2 separate regions of the Mus musculus genome follow, and region 1 is linked to region 2. The links are chromatin contacts, called in public Hi-C maps. All regions are on one chromosome and are shown on one strand. The core of a region is the stretch at or near the end of the contact, and the rest is flanking DNA. Distances in the headings are between cores, read along the strand shown.

Region 1 (6,482 bases), core at 3,607-6,106, 87 kb after region 2:
GAATCTATGAAGAAGGGTTGGGAGGTACATTATAGAAGCCAGAGGGGTCAGGGACACCACAAGAGAACCCACAGAATAAATAAACCTGGACTCAAAGGGGCTCATGGAGACACAATGGACTGCATGGGTCTAACCTGGGCCATTTGTATATTTTTAGTTGTGTAGCTTGGTGTTTTTGTAGGACTCCTAACAGAGGGAGCAGGGGTGGGGGCTGTTTCTGATATTTCTGCCTGCTTTAGGGATTCCTTTCTTCCTATTGGGTTGCCTTGTCCAGCCTTAATATCCTCATATTATAGAATACAGAGCCTGAGCCAGCCAACTCCTACAACCAGGCAAGACTTCCAGTAAAGGGTTTGGACACCAACCCAGCCATGAAACCTTTGACCTATGATTTGTCCTGTCAGCGTGATGAACTGGGGAGGTGCCTAATCTTAGTGTACCTTGATATGCCTATTTGTTTGCTATCCGGGGAGACCTGCCCTTTCCTGAAGGGAAACTGAGGAGGAGTGGAGGTGTATGGATGTAGGAGGAGGGGGGGATGTAGCATATGAGGGAATAAAAACAAGTGCCTGAAACACTGTAGACATGTCCTCAGGGAAAAGCCCTCAACAGAACTCAGGCTCCATTTTAATTTCCTCTTCCTACTCAGGCTGTCTCCTTCAGAAGCAGCACACTGAGGAAGTGAAGAGGAAGTGGCATTAGTATCAGCCCAGCTCACTGCAGGCTACACAAGGGCACTGAATGGCCTAATTCCACAGAGAGTCATCAACATTCTCCTAATTACCAATTATATAGCAGATGGTTAAATTCAGTTCACGCTTGACCAAGACAAGGTCAGCCCTAAGAACTGTCATCTCATCTCCTGGAGACCATAACTAAGCTTTGCTTAAAAAAAAAATACAGGCACATCAAGGTTTTTGGGTTTTTCCCCCTTTTAAATCAGATTAAACCCTGCTCTAATTTAAATCAGAATTACCAATTCTCCTGTCTCTTTTTCCAGGATCTCACATAATTCTAATTCTTCCTTTTCTAAAATTTTACATGCCAGGATGATAGCTCTAGTTGGAGCTATTACAAAACAGTCACCTTGTAATGCCCCAGCAATTTGAAAAGGGGGAACCCCTGGAAGAGACCAATCTGTTACACTGTTGAACAGGAGACAGGTTGTAAGAAAATAGGAATAAAGAGTGTGAGCAGGAAGACAGTGAGAACATGACAAATGGCCAACACAGGTTTACATTCACTGTAGAAGCCTCCCTATGCCAGGAAGGGACCTTGTCTTAATACCATAAGGTCTATAAAGCGTAGGAGGCATGCTCTTTCAGATTTTGCTAACTGTGTGATCTGCATGCTACAGCAATCAATTATTGGTTCAAATGCCCAAATGTAAAGTGAAAAACGATGATAGATTCTCCTTTCTGGGAGTGCCTTTTCAAGGATAAAGGATAAAAAACATGGGCAACAGCTCCACATTCTGAAAACCAGAGTACACAGGGTACCTGGAATTGCTGTCACCATTGTAAACCCCTTGAGTAAGAGAGTTTTAACCAAACAAGGGCCAGAGTGGTGACAGACAATCAACACTGGCTCCTTTTAACCAACTAGAGCGTTTGGTTACCTTCCTTAGAAAGGAGCTTGCAAAAATGACAGAGGCACGTCCTGACCTGTGCGATTGGATCATGGTGGTTTGGAAGCTGTTGTGTAAGAATAGAGAAAGGACTCAAGACTGTTGGATAAAAATTCGTAGTAGAAAGACAACTATCCATTTAAAGGCTGTGACCCAAGGCAACTTTCGGACTACACTTGCTTCTTTCCATTGCAGACAGTGCTTTGACGAGGCAGACTAAAGATGGAGAACATCTCAGTGGTAATTAGGCAATGATGTGACAGTGGCTGGCATGGCTGTTCTTGGGTGCTTCTACCACCCCATGATGATGACTATTCCTGTAGTACAGACCTCAGAATGAAGCATGTGTGACTCATGAGCCTAGCTCAGTTGAGCAGAGCCACTTCTAAAAATCCTTTTGTCTTTCCTCTACCACTGAAACTTCAAGACTTGTTCAATACTTGGCAACAATGGATAGATAAGACATTTTTTACAACACACATTGTGAAGAATGAAGATGCCTAAGCTGTGTACACTGTACACGGAATAACTACATTAATAAAATGATCTCACTAGAAATTAAGCAATACAGCAAAACAGCCTAGCCATCAGTGAACCATTAACAAAGGAAGTTCAGATCTATTTACCATATACGGCATCTGAAAAAAAAAAAGTTTAAGAGACATTTACTGTAATTGTTCTGCTGAAAGGCTTAACTGTGCCCTTCCAAAGGGAAAGATGAATATTTTCTAAGAGCTCAGAGTTTTGAGACCAACTATTTTAAAATGTTTTTCAACAAAGTCTAAATAAATTTACTCTGCCAAGAACAAGTCTCAAGCAGGCAGTTGTGAGCAAGATGAGGTTTAGTCAAATTCAGATGAACTTGCCCTTTCAAGTTCTCAAAGAGGTAGCGTCTAGAGCATACCCCTGATTCCACAATTCAAGTGTTTATGCCTCTATCCCAACAACTCAAAACACCACAACACCCACTATGGACAAAGCTGCTTCAGAAATTCCCTACCACTAAACTGTTACCTTGGCTGCATACATTGTACCATTTCATACCTAGTCTAATGTAGATAGGAGGACCTGTCAGAGGCTGGGGACTCTTGAGAAAGGATGCCATGGTAGACAACAGACCAAGTCTATTCCACAGGCTTCTGGAGTAACTACAACAATCTCGGTTCCTATTGTATGGAGCATAACAACCAAATTCTCACTCCCATGAGCTGCATTTTATTGCAACGTAAAAAGTATACACAGGTGAGGGATGTGACAAGTAGGGTCACAAGACAGACTTACCAGAGGTGAGTCCACAATATGATGAGATCTGAACCGACTGTGTTACTGTTGAGGCTATTTGAACCATATACCATACTCAAAACGTGACACCAGACAACACAATTCTATGTAATGCTTATATTTATTGCATGTTCCATACAGGGAGAAACAAAACAAACAAAACCCCCGTACTGGCTAGTTTTGGGTGTCAACTTGACACAAGCAGGAGTCATCAGAGTGAAAGAAGCCTCAGTTGAGGAAATGTCTCCATGAGATCCAGCTATAAGGCATTTTCTCATTTAGCAATCAATGGCAGAGGGCACCGCCCATTTTGGGTAGCATCATCCCTGGGCTGGCAGTCTTTTGTTCTCCAAGAAAGCAGGCTGGACAAGCCATGTGCAGCAGGCCAGTAAGCAGCACATGGCCTCTGCATCAGCTACTATCTCCAGGTTGAAGCCCTGCTTAAGTTTCTGTCCTGACTTCCTTTAGTAGTGGACTATCATCTGGAAGTACAAGCTGAACTAACCCTTTCCTCCTCAACTTGCTTTTTGTCATGGTGTTTTTATCGCATCAATAGAAACCCTAACTAAGACAAACCCTAAAGGCCATTATTTGTAGCATGGTAAAATTATGGAAGTCTGTCTGTTTGAGGTAGACAGTCTTTGTTAAAATAACAGATAACTTTTGTATTGCTTCCTGTTCTCAATCATTATATCCCTCTGTCAGCATCTTCAATTTTAGTCTCAGTTCTTCATGACTTAATTCTGTTTATTTGTTTGTTTAATCAAACATATATGACAAAAGAGTCATGGCAAGTAATATAAATTATATTAGCTAAAAAAAATGAAAAGTAGAAATAGTATTGATGAGGTTTTAGAAGAATATTATGGGATTTTCAAGATTTTTTTCACCCAAGAGAGACCCATAGTTAAAGTTGGGGTCAAGTGGTGATAGTAATTTTCACAACGTTCTCTATATACTTAAAAGGCTTTGGATGTGTGTATCAGAGGAGGGGTGTTTTGGAAGTAACAAAACCACACTCTATCTCCAGATAAGAATTCTGTTGAAAACAATAAGCTTGCCACTGGTCCACAGAAGGCAACAACACATTCTCCACTTCTATGTTTTGCTATTCATTTCCCCAGAATCTAAACAGAGGAAACAGATGAAAATGTGGAGACACTTCAATAGCTTGTCTGCTCTCTTGGCAATTCTGACAAAAAGCAGATGGTAAGTTTCTGGGTGGGTTAGGTTTTGACTTCACCTCCATCATCAGCTACTGACAGAAATAAAGAGCCCACACTTATACTGACCATTAGCCAAGAATGTGACCAGAACAGAAAGGCCCTTCCAAGCCAAAGCTGAAATGAGTGATTTAATGAAACTGGAGACCCACTAAACTGCACCGAGTGTGCTGAGTCTGTGCCCAGCAGAGAGGAAGGTGAGTCAATGGAGAAAAGAGGCAACTTCCCTGCTTCTGAGACTCTGGGATTTAGTGGACATGCATCTAAGAGAAAGGAGAACAAGGGCACAGTAGCTGGATGGTATAAACTAACTCAAAGCATGTTTCCCGACTGCTCACGGGATTGCCACACAGGAGTAAATGAAGAATGAACAAAGCCTGGATAGTTGCAAACTCACCTCAGGCCAGCAAGATACCTGGCTGAGCAGACCTGAGTCACGGCTAGTCAAGGGACAGGAAAGATGGAAGACATAGAGAGTGCTGAACGTCATCCAAGGCAACTGTATATTTGACAAGACAGCAGAAATAAGCCATAAAGAGGTTACAACAAGACAAACAGCACTTCCAGGATAAAAACACAGAAGTTCAGAGAAAGAAGGAGACTGGTAAAAATTATGTGTGGGGCATGGACTGGGGAAGCTGAAGGAAGCATTGATGCACTCTACCACACAGCTGTGCTACTCATGGGCAACACGGAGGGTGTTGATGAAGGTCACTGCCAGACTGGGCACCTTTCCAGACAGCACAAATTAGTCCACTGGACGCCAGCAGGCACCACCCGATTCCAAGCTACCACACCATAAACAGACAACTAAGCCAAGCTGTCAGAATGCTTTAATCATGGCACCAGTAATTGAGCAGATCCAAATTTACAATCTGAGCTTTGAGACAATGAAGCAGGTGGCAATAAAGATATTTTTCCAGTTCTCTGCTATCAGCTATTTTCACTTTGCTTTATTCAAAATATTTACACTTTCAATTTCAGAGTTCTGCTTTTTCCCATTCAATCAAGTACACTGAGACATTCATATTTCCTTGACTGTTTTTATAATGTTCATTTTATTGAAGGTCTAAAAGAAACTGCCCTGTATCTCTAAATGTCTCCTTCCTAGAGTCTTGTTAAATATGAGATTAGCCAAAGAGCCTCATCCTGAGAATTGAAAGTGAGTTTCCAGATGTCGAGTGCCTGATCCTGTCCATCCTCAAGACACAACGGAATAACCACCTGGGTGCTTGAGGTAACTCGACTCTGCTCAGGTAGACCACTTCCTCTGTTCAAGGGAAGCCCATGTTTCCTTAGGAAGACCAGCTCTACCTTTGACACTTTGTCCTTCTCTGGAACTATGACACATCTGAACTCACTCAGAGCTTGGCACGTGATCACATCAAATCGCCCATGTGGAGGAAGTGTGTTTAGAGAGCCAGTGTGGGGGTAAAACACATGATCCTCCCTCAGGAGTGCCATGTGGGTGTTTAAAAGGATGAATGATAGGCAGGGGGCACAAGCAGCCTCACTCTCCAATCTGACTGTGGTATAGAGCAGTAACTGAACTTCTGCCAGAGAAGGGACACTGGCCTCCATATTTCCATGAAGAAAGTAGACCATGTCTACCAAGGTTGTCTGGAAATTGCAAGACAACTGAACTCCATTCGCCAAAGCTAAAACAGGGATTTCTGCCTTCAAATCAAGAGAAAGCTGAACCAGATCCTGATGGAGCAAAGGGTGATTGCTGTAGGCAGCAGCTTCAGACCCAGCCATTAGCACACCCAGGAGGTCCTGGCAGAGCTGCTGAGTGAGGCTCTTGTTGTAAGTAAGCACAGTAAGCAAGAGGTCCTCTGTGGAGCCCAGGAAACGAATGCTCTGCCCACCAAAGCCGACCTGAATCTCCTGCAGTGCAGTGAGAGGGAGAGCATGAAAAGTGCTCATGGAGCCTGGGCAACCATCTACCAGTACCAGAGCATACAGAATTGAAGGCAGCAGGAGCAAGCATGCAGCCTGGGGGTCAGGCTGGGAGCAGTTAGCAACTGCAAGCCAGTAAATGCCTTTGACAGCCTTCATTATGTCCACAGGCTCTGGCAAACAACATGTCATGTGCTCAAGGAGGTCTGTGAGAGGGCACTCTTGAAGCCTCAGCATTTGTTCTGGGAAAGGTACAAGAGTCTGCTTAAATGCAATGATCTTCCCAGCATCTTCATAGTCAAGACGGAAAACTGAATTTAGACAGGAATTTGGTGCATCTGTAGATGTGAAGGCCAAGTTCCTGTGAGGTGCTGTGCTCTTGGCTGACCTTGGGCTTCCTCCACCTTCACTGTTGAAGCTGCCAATCTGAGTTTCAGGAAGAGGAGGAGGAC
Region 2 (7,071 bases), core at 1,056-3,555:
AACAGGCTCTCTTCTTCCATGTCCTGTGCGCGAGTGCCCACACACACACACACGCACGCACGCACGCACGCACGCACGCACGCACGCACGCACGCACGCACACTCACATCTGGAATGTCTGGGAGCCTCAGGTCTGGTCTTTTGCAGCAGGAAGATACAGCAATGCAATTAGGAGCCTGGAAGCAGCTCCCTTCTTGGGGACTGGAGTGCTCAGGCTGCAGCTGGGAAGGTAGCCCTGGGATTCTGACTTCCCCAGGCCTCCTCAGCACCCTCAGGCTCTGCTTTGGGCCAGTCACTGTTAGAAGACAGCATACTTGTTTCCCTCTTTGAATTGGAGTCACATTAGATGCTCACATCACAGAACCTTGCTGATGTCCCCTGCCTCCCTGTGGATGCCCATTCTTGGTTTTCTTCCACTGATCTGCGTACCTGAGGACCCTGTCACCAATGCTCTAGCTTTCCTTACTTCATCCTTTCTGCCTCCTCTAGTCCGTTGCTAAGAAGCAGCTTGAAGACTTAATATCCATTCTAGAATAATAAATCAAGCATCCCTGTGCCTCACCTGCCACCCTGAAACACACCTAGCAATTCTACTAGATAGATAACCAGTGGCCCGTCTCTCACTACCCAGCAGTGCCTAAGCAGACAAGAAACATGGAGCCTTGTGGTCCAAGAACTCTCATCTGTCATGGAGTCAGCTAAGAGAATGAAAATGACCAGCTATTTCCCCAAGTCCAGGGTCAAGTCTAACCTTTAACCTCAGGATTTAACTTGGCTCTTACAGATTCTTTTCTCCCCTCCCATCCAGCCCCTGCACATTGGCCCCTGCTGACCCCAGCAGACCTGGGTCATCTCTCTGGTTCTCACTCCTGGTGCTTAGAACAACACAATGAGCCTCTTTCCCTTCCTGCCACTTTCCTAGTGAGTTGCAACAAGAGAATTGCAGCATCCCACCTCCTTCCTACTTACTTAAAAGAAACCCTTGTGCATCCCCTCTGTCTCTAAAAGCTATGAGATAAAAAAGACTTAAGGTACAGGATTGTGGGAGAGAGCAGGAAGAGGGTACGAGGCAGTGATCCATTTGCTATAATCCATTCACCTGGAGGGCAAGGGCCACAGAATCACTGCAAGTTTGGGATCAGCCTGATCTACAGAATGAATACCAGGCCATCCAAAGCTACATGGCAAAGAGAAACCCTGTCTCACAAAGTCAACAAGGTCAACAAACTATCACAGCAAAAAGGCTGCACCTCCCGTCCTCTCGTGTATGCTTCTGAGCCCTTAATGGTTTTTGAGAAATAGCTCTTTTTGGGTTCTGAGGCTCAAAACCGTCATTCTAGGACTCTTAAGGTCAGCGCCAGGGATGTCATGGCTGAGCATGCCTCTCATGAAGATAAGCAGAAAAGTAATTTCTCAAGTGAATAGCACTTCAAGTCACTTGAGCAGAAGAGAGGAAGCTGCCCACCTTAAATGGATAGTCCATGGGAATTAGCAGTGACTCGGTACAGAGTAATAGGGGTACTCAGTAGCCTCAAAAAGAACACAACAATGACTGAATTAATCAATAACATAGCAACACTGGCCTCCAAACTTCTGCCCATAAAGCTTACTCCCCTGACAGATGTTCTAGAAATCTCCTCATCTCATGTCCCTGGGGCGTATCTAAACTGTTGGTCTGCCCCACATGACTGAGGAATTGGAGCGTATCCTCCCTGATCCATTTTCTGAGTCATCAAGCAACTTTCTTGATGGAAGAATAGAAAAAAAAAAAATCCAACTATCATTTTGCTTCAGGAATGGGTGTCTTGATATTTTGGTTCCTTTTTCTTTTCCTTCCTCCCTTCCCCTTTAAATTGAAAAAAAAAAAGTGTGTGTGTGTGTGTGTGTGTGTGTGTGTGTGTGTGTAGAGCTATGTGCCTGGGGGCCTGAAGTCATATAGATTAAGACAACCCCCCCCACCCCACCCAGGCCATAGTATAGTGGCCCAGCAGTTAGATAGTAACTAGGGACACACAATGCTGGTTCATAGTGTCTGACTTCAGAACAGTTGACTGACAACTGGTGACAGTTAGGTCCTGGCTTCAGGTGAAGTGGAAACTCAGCGTGCCCGTTAGTAAAACTTCCTTCCAGATTTTAAGTCTACCCCTTTCTGTTCTGCTCTGGGCCTGTGGGGCTGGCACATGCAAACCTTAATTCTGTTCTGCCAGCTGCTCCCCGTGACGCTTTGCCAAGTCAGGGTACTAGAGGGAGGAGGCCTACATGGTACAGAGAAGAGAACCTGTTCCTCTTTCTTGTCTATTCCCAGCATACCAGCAAGTCTCAATGTCTACTTCCTTTTCCCGGGGACTTCCTGTTCCTCTCAGCATCACCTGTGCCCCACTTCTTCCCCCTGGTGGTGACAGCAGAACATGCAAGGGACAGCATCTAGACCCAGCATGCTGGTTTGCATTTATCAGCCGACTACATTTTGTCTTTACCCTTGGAGATGTAGCAGCACCTGGGGGGGGGGGGGGAAGGGGGGAAGGGGGGCGAGGAGGAGGCATCTGGACAGTAAATACCTTCTTCCAAATTAGAAGGGAGCACCGGTGGTGCTACATTCCCACTCGTTCCCTTGTTGCTAAAATTCTTTCCCAGAGAGAGATGTAAGCAACATGTAACCCTTTTCCTAAGGACCCAGTGTCATACCAAAGCACAATACAACCAACTTTATTCTAGGGAACCAATGAGTTTATTGGCTTTCATTACAGAGCCCAGGTAAGGGGTTCCTTATAGGGGTGTGGCCACTCCTTCCCCAATCTGGAAAGCCTTACCCAGCAGAAACAGCAAGGACGACTTTCTCCATAGCTGCATAGATGGACACACACACACACACACACACACACACACACACACACACTTCCCCAGCCCATTCAGGTTAATTTAGGTAATAAGCAGTTGGATATTCTGGGAGTGGGAAGGGGAGGATAATGAGAGTTGGAAATTGTCCACAGGCCTACCTGGGACGATCTCTTGGAAGGTGGGCAAAGCTAAATGCCCCAGGAAGGAAGCTGGGGGGGGGGTATGGAGGACAGGAGTTCACATGCCTCTCCTCTGTGGTGCTTGCATTTAGTACTGTGGGGCAGTCCCTCCACGATTCTAAGTCTGAATGTCCCAGCCTTTCCCCACACATTTCTCCAACTCTAGGGAAGGCAGCTGCTAATGGCAGTTTCCACCTCTGTGACACAGTTGTGGTCTCTACCTCCGTTCTTTTCAGCTAGCTATAAATCACTCAAATTTTCCTTTTATGAAAATAACTGGTGTAAGTTCTATATCCTGCCTCCCCAGGACTGACATAGTCAGGATTCTCCTCTAATCTAGACAGTAGCAGGGGGCCCCAGAGTTAACACAAGACTCAGGTTCCAATTAGCTCTTTCACTTGAGTGAGTCACAACCCCCTTCGAGCTGTTTAACCTTTAGTGAAACAGCAGAACACTGTACTTCAGAGATGGTGACTGGTGACTGCAGGCAGAGTACAGCCTACCGATGTGGTCGATGTAGTCTGTCCCCCACATGAGCTCTCACAGTACTGTCTGAGCCTCCTCTGCTGGAGCCCGTTTCTCAGTCACATCTGAACTCTATTAAGCCCATAACTGGAGCCTGGAGCTAGAACATATCTAAGGCTCTTTGTCATTAGCAGCCAGGTACAAAGCTGCGCTGCTTATGACCTGTGGTTGTCACTAGACTTTGAAGCATGTCTGTGGTGGCTTGAATGTGCTTTGCCAATGGGCAGTGGCACTATTAGGAGGTGTGGCTTTATTGGAGGATGGGAGGAAGTGTGTCCCTCACTGCAGGAGTGGGTTTTGAGGTCTTTTCTTCTGTTCAGGCTCCACCCAGTATGGAAGAGAGGACCTTTCTCCTGGCTGCCTGCAGAGAAGAGTTTCCTTCTGGATACCTTTAGATTAAGATGTAGAACTCTCAGCTCCTCCAGCACCATGCCTGCCTGCACATTGTCATGCTTCCCACCATGATAATGGACTAAACCTCTGAAACTGTAAGCCAACCCCAGTTAAATGTTTGCCTTTATAGGAGTTGCCTTGGTCGTGGCGTCTCTTCACAGCAGCAATGACAACTCTAAGACAATGTACCACCACATATCCATGTGACATAGTCTCTTTTACCAGTGCAGCCCTATTCAGTGACGTCTGTCACTTAAGAGCAATGTTTTCACTGGTTAAAGACCAATAATGACTTTTTTTTTCCTTGCACCAAGCATAGTAATGTAGGGCAGTGGTTCTCAGCCTTCCTAATACAGTTCCTCATAAATACAGTTCCTCACTCATGTTGCGGTGACCCTCAGCCATAAAATTATTTTTGTTGCTGCTTTATAGCTATTATTTTACTAATGTTATGAACTGTAATGTAAATATTTGTGATGCAGGATATCTGACATATATCCTGTGAGAAGGTCCTTCAACTCCAAGGGGGTCATGGCCCACAGGTTGAGAACCATTGGCTTAGGGGCTATGAGGTATCCCAGCTGGCAAAAGGCTTGGACAGACATGCCTGATGCCCCCTGGAATCTGCCACAGGAGGGGAGAACCAACTCCCAGTGACTGGAATTTGGCTCTGGAACCATGATGGGAGAGGACAGTTGCCTCTGACTCCTTCTGTCCTGTGTTCCAGTTCAGAATGGTTGTTGACACTAAACATGTGGCCATGGAACCACATTAGTGCTCAAGTTTGTTCTGCCCCATCATCGCCTTCCCTACCTCTGCTCCTCCCCCCCCCCCCCCCCCCCGCACACACATTACAGAAAAGAACTGGGGAGGTGGCCATCACATGGTTTTACATATGAATTCAAACAGGAAACACTTTCAAAACTATCAACCAACTTGCATTGTAAACAACCAGAGAAAAGTTTCTGATTGATACAGCCCCAATCCAGCATAGTTGTGCATTACATTTCTTCCCTGGGAAAGACTCTCCCACTCCAAATGGGAAAGAGCTAATAGGAGGGGCCCTGGGGCGGGGAAGGCAGAGGAGAAGGATGTCACACTGAAGACCTGGCTTGAGGTATTCGATAGGGAACTTTCTCAGTGGCATCGGTGTTTCCCATAAGAGATGCACATGTGGACCATACTTGTAGTAGCAAGCTCTTCAGACAAGGTGTCCCTCAGGTACATTCAAGTCCCCAGCTCTCAAGTGAGCACTGTGCTCTTTGGCCAAAAGTCCTTCCATAAAACAAAACCAGATCTCTATGCATAAGGTCACCCCAGACAAGCATTAGAAGGTAAGGGAAAAAACAGTTTCTAAATCTAAATATGACTTCTCTCTACCTGAAAAGGACAATTGTCCAGGATGTGAATTACCTTGCGCCTGGGGGCCATCATGCTGCTTTTATATTCATTGAAAACAAGCTTAAAACACATACTGAAGACGTTTTGTTAAGACAGCACACCCTCCCTTTCCTTTCCTTGGCTTCTAGCTTATGTTTTTAGGAGAAGAACTGGTAAGAGTTTAGACATCAACCCAAGTGCAAATTAACCAACAACAAACTTAATTTCACAAACTGTTAATATTCACTGTGATTATTTCCTCTCAAGATAGTTCTGGCAGCTTTGAAGGAACAGCTGCAGCCCTCTCTCCTCGCTTCCCTCCCTCCCTCTTTTCCTTCCTTCCTCCCTTTCTACAAGACTGGGAAGGAAGGCAGGACTCTCAGGAATAGCAAAGCCTCAGGCAATTGTGTCCTGAGCTGTTCCCAGGCACAACTGTGAGCAAGACACACATGGCTTCGATTGTCAACTGCACAGGAATGTGTGACGCTTTCAGCAAAGTTATAGCTTTCAAGCACTGGGGTGGTTTAAATGCAGGCTTCCTGTATGTGCCGTTCGTTCTTCTGGGTTTCCCTTCTGGAGACTAGTTTCTTTCTTTCTGGTGACCTGCCTTCATGTAAGCAAACAGCATCACTCACAAGTTTTTTCCCTCCTTTGCCACTGTGTACCTGGTACACTATCCTACTTTGATGCTTGGGGAGAGATGGCTGGCCCATCTCTTTGTACACACATCCTCCCATATAAATGGGAAAGAAGTAACTTGTCTAGCAATGGGTAAAGTATGTCTTGTTGTCAGGCTATGTTTTATCCTAAATTACTCCATACTAGACAAACTCGTGGAGTTTCAGTCAGTGCCTTGCTCCAGAAGACTGCTCCTCTCCTTTCTCCTCTTCCCTCTTCTCTCCTTTTCTCTCCCTCCTTCCCTCTCTCTCTCTTTAAGTTCTTCCTATGTAGACCTGGCTGGCTTGAAACTTAGTATGTAGAAAAATGGCGTCATTCATAGAAATCCACCTGCCTCTGCCTCCTGAGTACAGGGACTATTTTGAGTGCTAGGAGACTCCATTTTGAGGAAGAAGGATGACTGCAGGCCCTGGGTCGACCTAGAAACTGCATCATCTATTAGGCACCACCCAATCAGCACAGACTGATTCATGGAAGTAGAAAGCAAACCATGTGTTGCCGGATTTTCTCTGTCCAATCACATTAAGGCAGTGGCAGGCCTGTGATTGGACAGGAAAAGGGGTGCAAAGCTAGGAGTTTGGAGGACAAGGAGAGATAGAGAGGTAACAGGGAGGGGAGAAGGAGAAATGCCAACATGGAGGCAGTTGAACAGGAAGATGATCCTGATCTCACGTGGTTTTAAACAGCCACAAGTAGCTAAGATTTTCACAAGGTTAGAATAATTGGGTTAAAGCTTTAACTTTATCAATTGGCTCTGAAATTATTGTATTGGTATCTTGTAAACTGCGATCTTATTGGATAATTAAGCTTTAAGAGTCATGTTTCTCATAGGTAACTAGGTGTTGAGATGGCTGATCTTGCTGTGTGTGGGGCATTGAGTGGAAGCGAGATGAACTCGCTAGCTGGGAGAGTAGTTCAGCAACGAGAACATGCCTAGCGGGACCCTGCTCGGACATAGTGTTGTGGCCCCCCAGTACGATACTACAGCAGGAACATGGACTGGCAGGGATGACTTTTTTAATATTTGTGGGTTGATCATTTTTAATATTTCCCACAACAGCCATCCTCTTAGTTCATT

What was found. A called contact is a pair of places that touch in the nucleus more often than the background predicts.
Region 1: a Hi-C map of cerebellum shows a contact between it and region 2, with 2.3 times the contacts expected there. The contact joins two enhancer-like sites. A contact is called at or near these places in 3 of 484 Hi-C or Micro-C datasets (cerebellar granule neurons, cerebellum and nephron progenitors), 2 of 115 datasets of contacts at active chromatin or transcription factors (cardiomyocytes and double positive thymocytes) and 1 of 9 other capture datasets (adipose tissue).

Annotation. Positions count from the first base shown.
Region 1 is chr2:142,693,980-142,700,461 of GRCm38.p6, forward strand. All of the region lies in intron 22 of Kif16b (kinesin family member 16B), which reads right to left. Among named protein-coding and RNA genes, the nearest start is that of Kif16b, 200 kb to the right of the region's middle. Within about 2 kb of position 4,857, at least 23 of the 459 cell types and tissues checked have an H3K27ac peak or open chromatin away from gene starts, as enhancers often do. A contact at or near this core is called in cerebellum, where this site is marked.
Region 2 is chr2:142,609,041-142,616,111 of GRCm38.p6, forward strand. No RefSeq gene overlaps it. Among named protein-coding and RNA genes, the nearest start is that of Kif16b, 290 kb to the right of the region's middle. Within about 2 kb of position 2,306, at least 64 of the 459 cell types and tissues checked have an H3K27ac peak or open chromatin away from gene starts, as enhancers often do. A contact at or near this core is called in cerebellum, where this site is marked.